Linked DNA regions of Cricetulus griseus: region 2 is linked to region 1. A link is a contact called in public Micro-C data. All regions are on one chromosome and are shown on one strand. Each heading gives the region's core, a stretch centred on a gene start, on an enhancer-like site or on the middle of the called end of the contact. The rest is flanking DNA. Distances are from core to core; before and after follow the strand shown.

Evidence for each region. Hi-C and Micro-C count contacts between places; a contact is called where the count stands out from the background.
Region 2: a contact with region 1 is called in a Micro-C map of the CHO-K1 cell line, with 4 times the contacts expected there. The contact joins the enhancer-like site here to the promoter of Ubiad1 in region 1. A contact is called at or near these places in 5 of 8 Hi-C or Micro-C datasets (the CHK-Q cell line, the CHO-K1 cell line, fibroblasts and 1 more).

Annotation. Positions count from the first base shown.
Region 1 is chr2:7,997,521-8,002,087 of CriGri-PICRH-1.0, reverse strand. It overlaps Ubiad1 (ubiA prenyltransferase domain-containing protein 1), which reads right to left and starts at 2,086. Exons shown (of 2, transcript XM_027398205.2): 1 at 1,224-2,086. The coding sequence starts at 1,752.
Region 2 is chr2:8,271,079-8,275,645 of CriGri-PICRH-1.0, reverse strand. No RefSeq gene overlaps it. Among named protein-coding and RNA genes, the nearest start is that of Fbxo2, 15 kb to the left of the region's middle. Within about 2 kb of position 2,280, at least 1 of the 6 cell types and tissues checked has open chromatin away from gene starts, as enhancers often do.

The DNA of each region.
Region 1 (4,567 bases), core at 837-3,336:
TTGGCATTTGTTGTCCCCAAACCTAGAGTTCTACTCCCAGACACCTACACGCCAAACCCATCATCTCTCACTACCTTCAATCTAGCTCAGGTATGACCTCCTTAGTGAGGTCCCTGCCAACCAAACTACTTAAAATCGTCATCAGTGTCCCCTTCTCTGCCCTGTCACCATAGCACTTACCACCTCTTACACCCAGTTATGTGCCGCATCACACTTCAGTTAATGATGGGCCAGATACACAGTGGTCCCAAGAGAATAAAACAGAAGATGACAAAATGAAAAATTAAATGCCTACATCAACGGTTTACATAGTTACCACTATGCTTTCTTATTACATGTTAAACTTTTTTTTTATTTTGAGTGCATGCACATGTGTTAGACAGGTTTGAAGACAGCTTTTGGAAGTTGGTTCTCTCCTAACTTGGGGGTCCTGGAGATCAAACTCAAGTCATCAGGCTTAGCAGTAGGTGTCTTTATCCACTGAGCCATTTTGCCAGCCCACATTATGTTGTTTTAGATTTAATGTGTATGTGTATCTCTGTGCATATGTGTGCTGATGCCTACTGAGGCCACAGGGGGATCCCCTGGAGCTGAAGTCAAGTGTGTTTGTGTGGTGCCCAACATGGGTGCTGGGAACTGAACATGAGTCCTCTGCAAGAACAGTAAGAGACCTTTCTCCTCTCGCTCTCTCCTCCTCTCTCTCTCTCTCATTCAACCTAGTTTCCTGCATTTGGGGAAATCACGGGGGTCTGCTCAGCACATCTGGAGTGCAGTGGTGAAGATTCGCTCTAAGAGGGCCACTTTGTGGTCATGGTATCTCCCCCATTTATGTATTTTATGTATATGAGTGCTATCTGAATATATGCCTGCACGCCAGAAGAAGACAGATACCATTATAGATAGTTGTGAGACACCATGTGGTGGCTGGGAATTGAACTCAAGACCTCTGGAAGAGCAGCCAGTGCTCTTAACCACACAGCCATCTCTCCAGCCCCCGAAGAAAGAGATCTTTAAGGCTAAGCCATGTCTCTAGCTGGTAAGTTCCAAACCCGGGTCTTCACAACTTAAGGTTTTCAAAGTATACACGGCACATACATTTTGGATTTCCAGCAATTGGCCTAATTTAGTAAAGCGTCTTTGACACTTGTACAATTCCTATGTACAGTAGCAGTTTCCAGTTAATGCAGTTGGGACTTTAGAGCAGGAAACAGACCAGTTCTTACCTCCTGTGTAGAGAAAGGAACCAGACAGGCCTCCAAAGTAGATGAGAGCCAAGTGCTCCAGTTTCAGGGTGGACAGGTAGTAGAGGCAAGCGGCACAGACACAGCCCAAGGTGTAGAGGAAGACTCCAAATCGAACAACATCCTGGGGCTCCAAGATCCGGTCCACCAGAGTCCTGTCATCACTCTTTTTGTGATCAATGCCCTTGGAAAAGTCATAGTAAGTGTTGACCAAATTTCCGGCCCCGTGCACAGCCAGGACAGCCACTGCACAACCCACCAACAGCCTGGGATCCAGGACACCCTGGGATCTGTAGGCCAAGGCACTGCCCAGGGCCACAGGGGTGAGTGAGGCACTGAAGCTCCAGGGCCTCAGGGCCAGCACATAGGAGGCGCACTTCTGTCTCCAGGAACGCTGTGGAAGCCTGTCCTGCTCGGGCCACTCGTCCCCCGGCGGGTCCCCGTCCCCGACCTTGGTCGTCTCTCCTGCCTGGATATTAATCTTCTCCCCCGGGGCCTGCAACGCAGCCATGGAAGCTACACGTGGCTAAAGTCAATTCTAAAAGAGAGCCACTCACGGGGACCGCCCCGGGACGAAGATAGGCGGGGCGGCCTGGCCTGACCTTCCTTTTCCGCCCCCGGACAGGGTTTGGGCGGCAGTGAAAACGGGGCACGGCAGAGAGCAGGCCATGCACCCCCACGGGGCGGGCGGCACTGCCCGACCACCTGTCACCTGCGCGAGGCCTGTGGGGCTCCCTGTCCCGCACCACAACTCAACTACCCGCCACAGCCTGCGGCCTCCAGCGGGCCGCCGGCGCCGCCATCTTGTGCATCGGCCTCAAGAGGCCGGCCCGGAAACCCAGGCCCGGGGCCCGCAGGGCCGGGAGAAGGCCGAGAGGGGTGTGGTCGGAGAGGGGCGTGGTCAAGAAGCTAGAGCCCAGGTTCAACAAATGAACTAACAGCAAGAGTAGTTTAGCATTCCAAGAATTTCAGGGCGTGTCGTTTTGCGATGTACTTGACTGGTTCACTTACTGTTTAAGACTCATTGTGATGGGGATGATGGTTACCCCAGTAAATCCTACGTTGAAAATACTGTGTGCGAGCCGAGCCTGGTGGTGCATCTCTGTGGTTGTAGAACTTGGTAGGAAGAAAGTTCAAGGACATCCCTTATAATATAGTAAGTTCGAAGCCAGTCCAGGCTGCATGAGACCCTGTCTTTTTTTTTTTTTTTTGCCGGGGGAGGGGGTTCTCTGTTTAGCTTTGGATGCAGTCCTGGCACTCGCTCTGTAGACCAGGCTGGTCTCAAACTCACAGAGATCCGCCTGCCTCTGCCTCCCGAGTGCTGGGATTAAAGGCATGCGCCACCAACGTCCGGGTGGCTTTTTGTTTGTTTCTTTGAAAACAGGGCCAGGCCTTAAGAAATGGTTCACTGGTTAAGAGCACTATCTGCCTTTCCAGAGAACCTGGGTTCGATTCCCAGCACCCAGAAGGCAGCTCAAAACCACCTCTCAATGCAGTTCCAGAGGATCTTGTGCCTTCTTCTGGCCTCTGAGGGCACCAGGCACACACAGGGTAAGCATTCGTGCAAGAAGATCACAGTAGATATACATGCAGCCAAAACACCCATTCACATAAAATCCAATAATAAAGGGATAGGGACCAGTAGCCCAGTTTGGCCCAGAACAGGCAAAATAGCCCATAATAACCTTGAAACTCTGAACCCTCCTTAAACTTTGTCCAACGCCCTGAGCGCTTATATTATAAACACTCACCCACACACTTGCCTTGGTGTGGTACCAAGGATTCTGCACACTAAGCAGATAATCTGCCATGCGAACTACATCCCAATCCTACAATTAGCAGGCTGTAGTGAGCTACCTAATATGGGAACTGAAGCTCGTCCTCTGAAAAAACAGCCGGTACTCAACCAAGGAGCCATCCCTCCACTCCTTATTTCAAGTTTTACATTTTAAATTAATGTTATTTTTCTCTTCCAAATGTTTATTTATGGAGGAGGTGCAGGTGTGCTGGCAGAGGACAACTTGCAGGGTTAGGTTCTCTCCATGCACCAGGTGAGTTCTGGGGTTTGAACTCAGGTCTTCAAATTTGGTGACAAGTGCCTTTATCCTGGGCCATCTTGATGGCCCTGCTCAGTAGACCAGGCTGGCCTTGAACTCACAGAGATCCACCTGTCTCTGCCTCCTGAGTGCTGGGATTAAAGCCATGTGCCACCACCGCCCAGATCCTCTCTTACTTTTTGACACAGCATCAACTGTACCCTGGAACTCAAGATCCCCAGGCTTCAGTTGTACAAGTGCCAGGATCACAGGTGTATAAACATTTGCAAATAAGGTAAAGGCTCCCAATTAGTAAAAAAAATGTTTTTAAATTTAAAAACTGATACATTTCTTATATATTAAATTGGAGAATTGTCAAACACACACATATGTATATTTTGAGACAGGGTTTGTTGTGCCCAAATTCTGAACCCCAAAATCACCAAGAGACCTATTCTGATGCAAAAGCAAAGAGTCTTTTACTGTTTAACGAGTTAAGATTAACTCCAGGCCCATCGTTGGTGGTGCACGCCTTTAATCCCAGCATTTGGGAAGCAGAGGCAGGTGGATCTCTGTGAGTTCAAGGCCAGCCTGGTCTACAGAGTAAGTGCCAGGACAGGCTCCAAAGCTACACAGAGAAATCCTGTCTCAAAAAACAAAACAAAACAAAGATTAACTCGTCCGTCCAACAGGGCAGCTGGCTTGAGAAGGACCCTGAGAAACCTTGAGGTGGGAATTCGTTGGGCAGAGTAAGGGGAGTGTCTAGGGGTGTGCAACAGTCTCAGGACTGGTGCACTCTGGGCCTAGGTGACCTGTCCTGTGTTGACTGGTCAATTGGTTGTTATGGCCTATAGGCTCTCCCAGGGCAGTTGCTATGCTCTGCACATCACTGTTACACTACTTTTACTGTAAAGCACGCCCAGAGACCGCCAACTAACTTCTGACTGGTTCCCTGCCATGTGGAGGGTACCTGACTTCCTAGTTACTCGGAGGTCCGTCAAGGTCAGGCAAGCAGGTGTTGCTGGGTCTTTTCTGCAGCCTGTCATGGCTGCTAAAGCAGGGGGCTGGGTGAGGGTCTAGTCCCTTCAGGCTGAGGAACCTGCCTGACTCCATTTTGAAGGTAGGGGTTCTTATGCTGATTGTTAAAAATAAGTTTTCATTTACTGTAAGAACTGAGTTGCTGTTTTTAATCTATTTCCTGGAGCCTGCCTGATCTGTCACAAGCCATGACCTTGACTTGTGTCTGAAAATACCCTGACCATCCCTGACCCTTTCTAATCATCATCCCTA
Region 2 (4,567 bases), core at 1,031-3,530, 270 kb before region 1:
CTTCTCTGCTGCAAAGAATTGATCTGGGCTCTCCAGGGTCCTGCCTTGATGCTCCTGAGACTGGCCTGAGGTCTCCGTCCTGCAAATACCGCGGGCTACCGGGAGACAAGGCCCGTTGAGGTGGAAGGGGAGGCTGCCCACACTCATGGGTCTGAGCTACTGTCCACTTCCTTCTGCAGCCCTCAGCCCTCCCAGAGACTTCACTTTGTCATGTTAATGTGTACAGGCAGAAGCTGGGGTTCATAGAGGCCCCCCCCCCCGTACCGTATCCTGCAGAGCCACAGGGGTCCAAGGGACTCCCAAAGCAGTGCTCTTCCCACAGGGCTGTGGTACACACGTCTTGCGGATGTGAAGTGCTGTATCCGGCAGGTGGGAGGCTGTGGCGGCCTCTTTCCTTCTGTCTGTCAGATGCAGAGCCATGGTGACAATGGGCTGTGTGGTTCCCCTCACCGTCTCCTGCTCTGTGGGAAGCCTACTACCCCATCTGGAGAGCAAAGCCTCACAGGCTTTGATCAGTGAGTCACTGATATTTTCTGAACATGACAAAAGTGTCCCCAAAGTGCAGTCTAACAGCCCAGGATATGCCACAGCTGTGTGGCTGGCGAGCTAAGTACCGTTCATCTCTGGCCATGTTTAATCCTCTCAGGGGACTTCTGTACCACTGTCATCCACTTGGAGGCACAAATGAGCTGAGGCTCAGAGAGGGGCAGCCTGGCTAAGTGTCACACAGCAGGTATGCGGGACTCTGGATCCCAATCCCGCAGAGGTGGGAAGGGTTTCCTGTGCTCCACAGACTATACTTAGGCTTGGCCTGGGCATACACATGCTCATGGTGGACCCATTTTAGCACCCGAACATTTATTAAGCCCCTTGTGAGTGCAAAACACCTATTATGCTCCCAGGAGACAACAATGAACCAAAGAACCCTGAGCAGACTGATGTGGAATTTTTTTCCCCCCTTTTCCAGACAGTGCTTCTCTGTGTAGCTCTGGAGCCTGTCCTGGCACTCGCTCTTGTAGACCAGGCTGGCTTTGAACTCACAGAGATCCGCCTGTCTCTGCCTCCCAAGTGCTGGGATTAAAGGCGTGCACCACCCCCACCTGGCATCAAATTCTTTTTTGTTTTTAAGAGGGGGAATTACCACCCACTCTGTGACTCATGTCTTCTATGAAATGGGGTTGTAAAAAGCCCCAAGGAGTTCTTCTCTGGAGGGCGGGTAGCTGGAGTGGCACAGGAAAGAGGTTAGGTATGGGACAGTGAACAGGCTATGTACCAGGAACAACCTCTTCAGTTTGAATGAGCAGTCAGGGAGGGCTCCCTGGAGGAGGTGAGTGGACCCTTAGCCTCCTAATGGCAGGGGCAAAGAACTTCCCTGTCAGGGAAAATCGGTCTCCTGGCCTTTTCTTGGCCACAGGGTCTTCCTGACTCACTGGTGTTCATGGTGGGACAGGGACCCTTTTCTGTCCTGGTTTTCTGTCCTGATGGTGATTGAGTATGGGAGGAGGTGGCCCCAGGCAGTGGGCAGTGTGTGAGGAGAAGGGCTTTGTCGGGAGAGGCTCAAAGTAAGCATCTTAAAGACAGATATCTCAGGAAAAAAAAATAACCCCAAACCAAAAAAACACAAACAAAACAAAACAACCCGAAAAACAAGGAAGAGGGAATCGGGCTGGTGAAAATGATTTTCTGGGCTGGCGTTTCCAGGGGAATTAAATCCTCTTTCTCGTCACCACCGAGTGGAATAATCCAATCTACGAGGCGGAAGCCCCCTCCTCTGTATTGCTGCGTCTTTGACCTAACCGTATGGGGCTGCGCTTGAAATCAGACCATCCTGGGAGGGAGAGCCGGAGGGAGGGAGCGCCAGCCCCCGGACCAATTACTCTGCTCGCCGACACCAGAAAAATGAATTATTCCCCGAAAGCAGCCTCCTCAGCTGATGAATTCTGCACTGCAGAGCTGCGGAGTTCTCCCAAATTGAATCGAAGCGTTGAGAGATGTTTAAAACCAGGTGGAGTGTGTATTGGCGAAGAGGGGCTCCGACAGCCTTGTGGGGCTTCCACTGCGGGCAGGGTGCTGGAGGGAGCCACACGGAGCCCACCTTCCTGCTCCAGAGGTCCCCTGTGCTCCCTTCGGGGACGAAATGCTTTGTTCCCAGCCCGAGGCTCAGAGAGGCCAGGTTGTCTGTCTGAGGCCACACAGTGAGCCAGTAACCATGGCAACCTGGTACCTTTCCGTCCCTGTCCTCTGGGCCTTGCTAGGAACGCCTCCTCATCCCTCTCCCTCCCTGGGAAGCCCAGATTGAACGCCTTGGCACTGAGCAAGCACGTGGCTCTCTGAATCACTGAATCTACAGCTAGCTGTGTGACCTGGGCTCCATCTCTCTGGGCCTCAGCCGCCCGACCCCGCTCCCAATGAGGCCGAATAAAATCCTGGACTGCCACCCTGGCAGCTTCAAATGACAGAAACATTTGTCACTCCAAGTGGCCGAGTAAAGCAAACTTGGCATATTAGTCAGAGTCCTCTAAAGACACAGAACTGACAGGGTCGGCAGCCACAGTGAAAAGGGGAAGGACTAGGACGGCTTAAAGGCTGTGCTCTGGGTAGCCCAACAATGGCTGCCTCATGAGAGAAGGCCAAGAATCCAGTAGTTGTTCAGCCCATGAGTCTGGGTGACTCAGCTGTCCCACTCTGGCGTGGGATTCCTGGAGACCTATGGATCATTTGTCTGCTTTGAAGCCCTGAGTAGGTGACTCTAACCCGGGTGAAGGAATGTCTCAGCTGCCGGATAGATAAACTTGCCAGCGACGGTGAAGGCAAGCAGGCTAAAAGCAAAGAACCCTTCCATGTCCTTTAATGTGGGCTGCTACCAGAAGACATGGCCCAGATTTAGGGTGGGCCTTTCTGTTTCAAATTAAGAAAATCCCTCACAGGAGTGCCTGCAAGCTCAGGTTCTAGTTGGCTCCAAATGTAGTTAGGTTGACAACCAGGGTTAGCCATCACACAAGTATAATGAAGGAATGGCTGGGATATTTCTTTATTATTTATTTGTGTGTGTGTGTGTGTGTGTGTGTGTGTGTGTGTGTGTGTGTGTGTGTGTGTTTGGGTGTGCTTACAGCATGCATGTGGAAGTCAGAGGACAATCCTGCCATGTGGGTACTGGGGATTGAACCCAGGTTGTTAGGTTTGGTGGCAAGCGCCTTCATCTGATGAGGCACGTCCTGAGCCTGTGCCCTTGTGTTGAGGGCTCAGAGTTTCTCAACTCCTCACCTCAGGCAGGCTCACCTGGAATCTGTGAACTCTGTAGCAGAGAGGGCTGAAGAGGAGGATCTTGGGTGAGGGAGTGGTCACAATAAACGTGGAGCTTCGCCTCTCCCCATTCTGTGTCTGGCCAGAGTTCTACAGGCACCAGTCACTCACAGTTTCTGTTGAAGGGAAGTTCAGTGTGTTTGGGGCCAGGAATGAAGGATTATGCCTGGACCCCCTTGGCTTCCCTCACCAGCCTGACCTGCTTCCTTATCTCTACTCACACCTGCCTGAGGCAGAGGGGTTGGCCCCCAGGGAGGGGTGAGGCATCATCTCACAGCACTGGAGCCACAGATGCTGGGAACTGCTCACAGATGTGAAGAGAAGGAGCAAGCTGGTCCGAGCCTCACTTGTTGCGGCCCCTCCCCCTGGACTCCAGCAGGTGTCTGTGGCTTGAGGAACTACCTGTAGGGGATATGCTGGCCCGCAGGGCTGGCCTGTGGGCTGGGGTGTGTCTGTCTTGGGCCCAGGTGTCAGGGGCGGGAGATCTGGTCAGGGATGAAGAAGTAGGGGACAGTTGGGGGTGCACATGGGAGGCTGTAAACCTCATTGGCTCTTCACTCAAATGCACTGTCTAGACCGAGTACCTCCTTACACTTGTACCCCACACCCTGCTATGGCCACAGTGGGTTGGAATTTCTCCAGTGGACAAGAGCATCTTGCTAGGTGTCACTAGACCTGCTGCATTGTGGAAACTCTAGGCATTGGTCATAATGTCACATCAAGGTATTGTGCTGGCTGAGCGGTGGTGGCACACTCCTTTAATCCCAGCACTCGGGAGGCAGATCTCTGTGAGTTCGAGGCCAGCCTGGTCCACAAGAGCTAGTTCCAGGACAGCCTCCAAAGTCACAGAGAACCCTGTCTCAAAAAAAAAAAAGATATTGCTTCTGCCTTACCTTTAAAACTTATTATTGTTGTTGTTGTGTGGGGTGCACACGTGTGCCATGACATGAGCCTGGAGAATTCTTCCACCTTTCTGTAGATTCTGGGGCTTGACCTCAGGTCATGAGGTTTGCACAGCAAGCACTTTGCCCTCTGAGCTTTCTCATCGCTCCTGCCTTTCACAGCACAGTCCTACAAGCCCTATCCAGACAGTGCTGGACCCACCAACCCTCTGCCTAACTGCACCCAGGGAGTCAAGGAAGGAGGGAGGCAAACCAGAGTTGTTTCACACATACTCTCCAGGTGTAGAGGGGGAAACTGAGGCTGTGTTGGGGGGCAGGTCTCGAACTCACAGAGATCTCCCAGGTTCGGGTTGAGATGCATG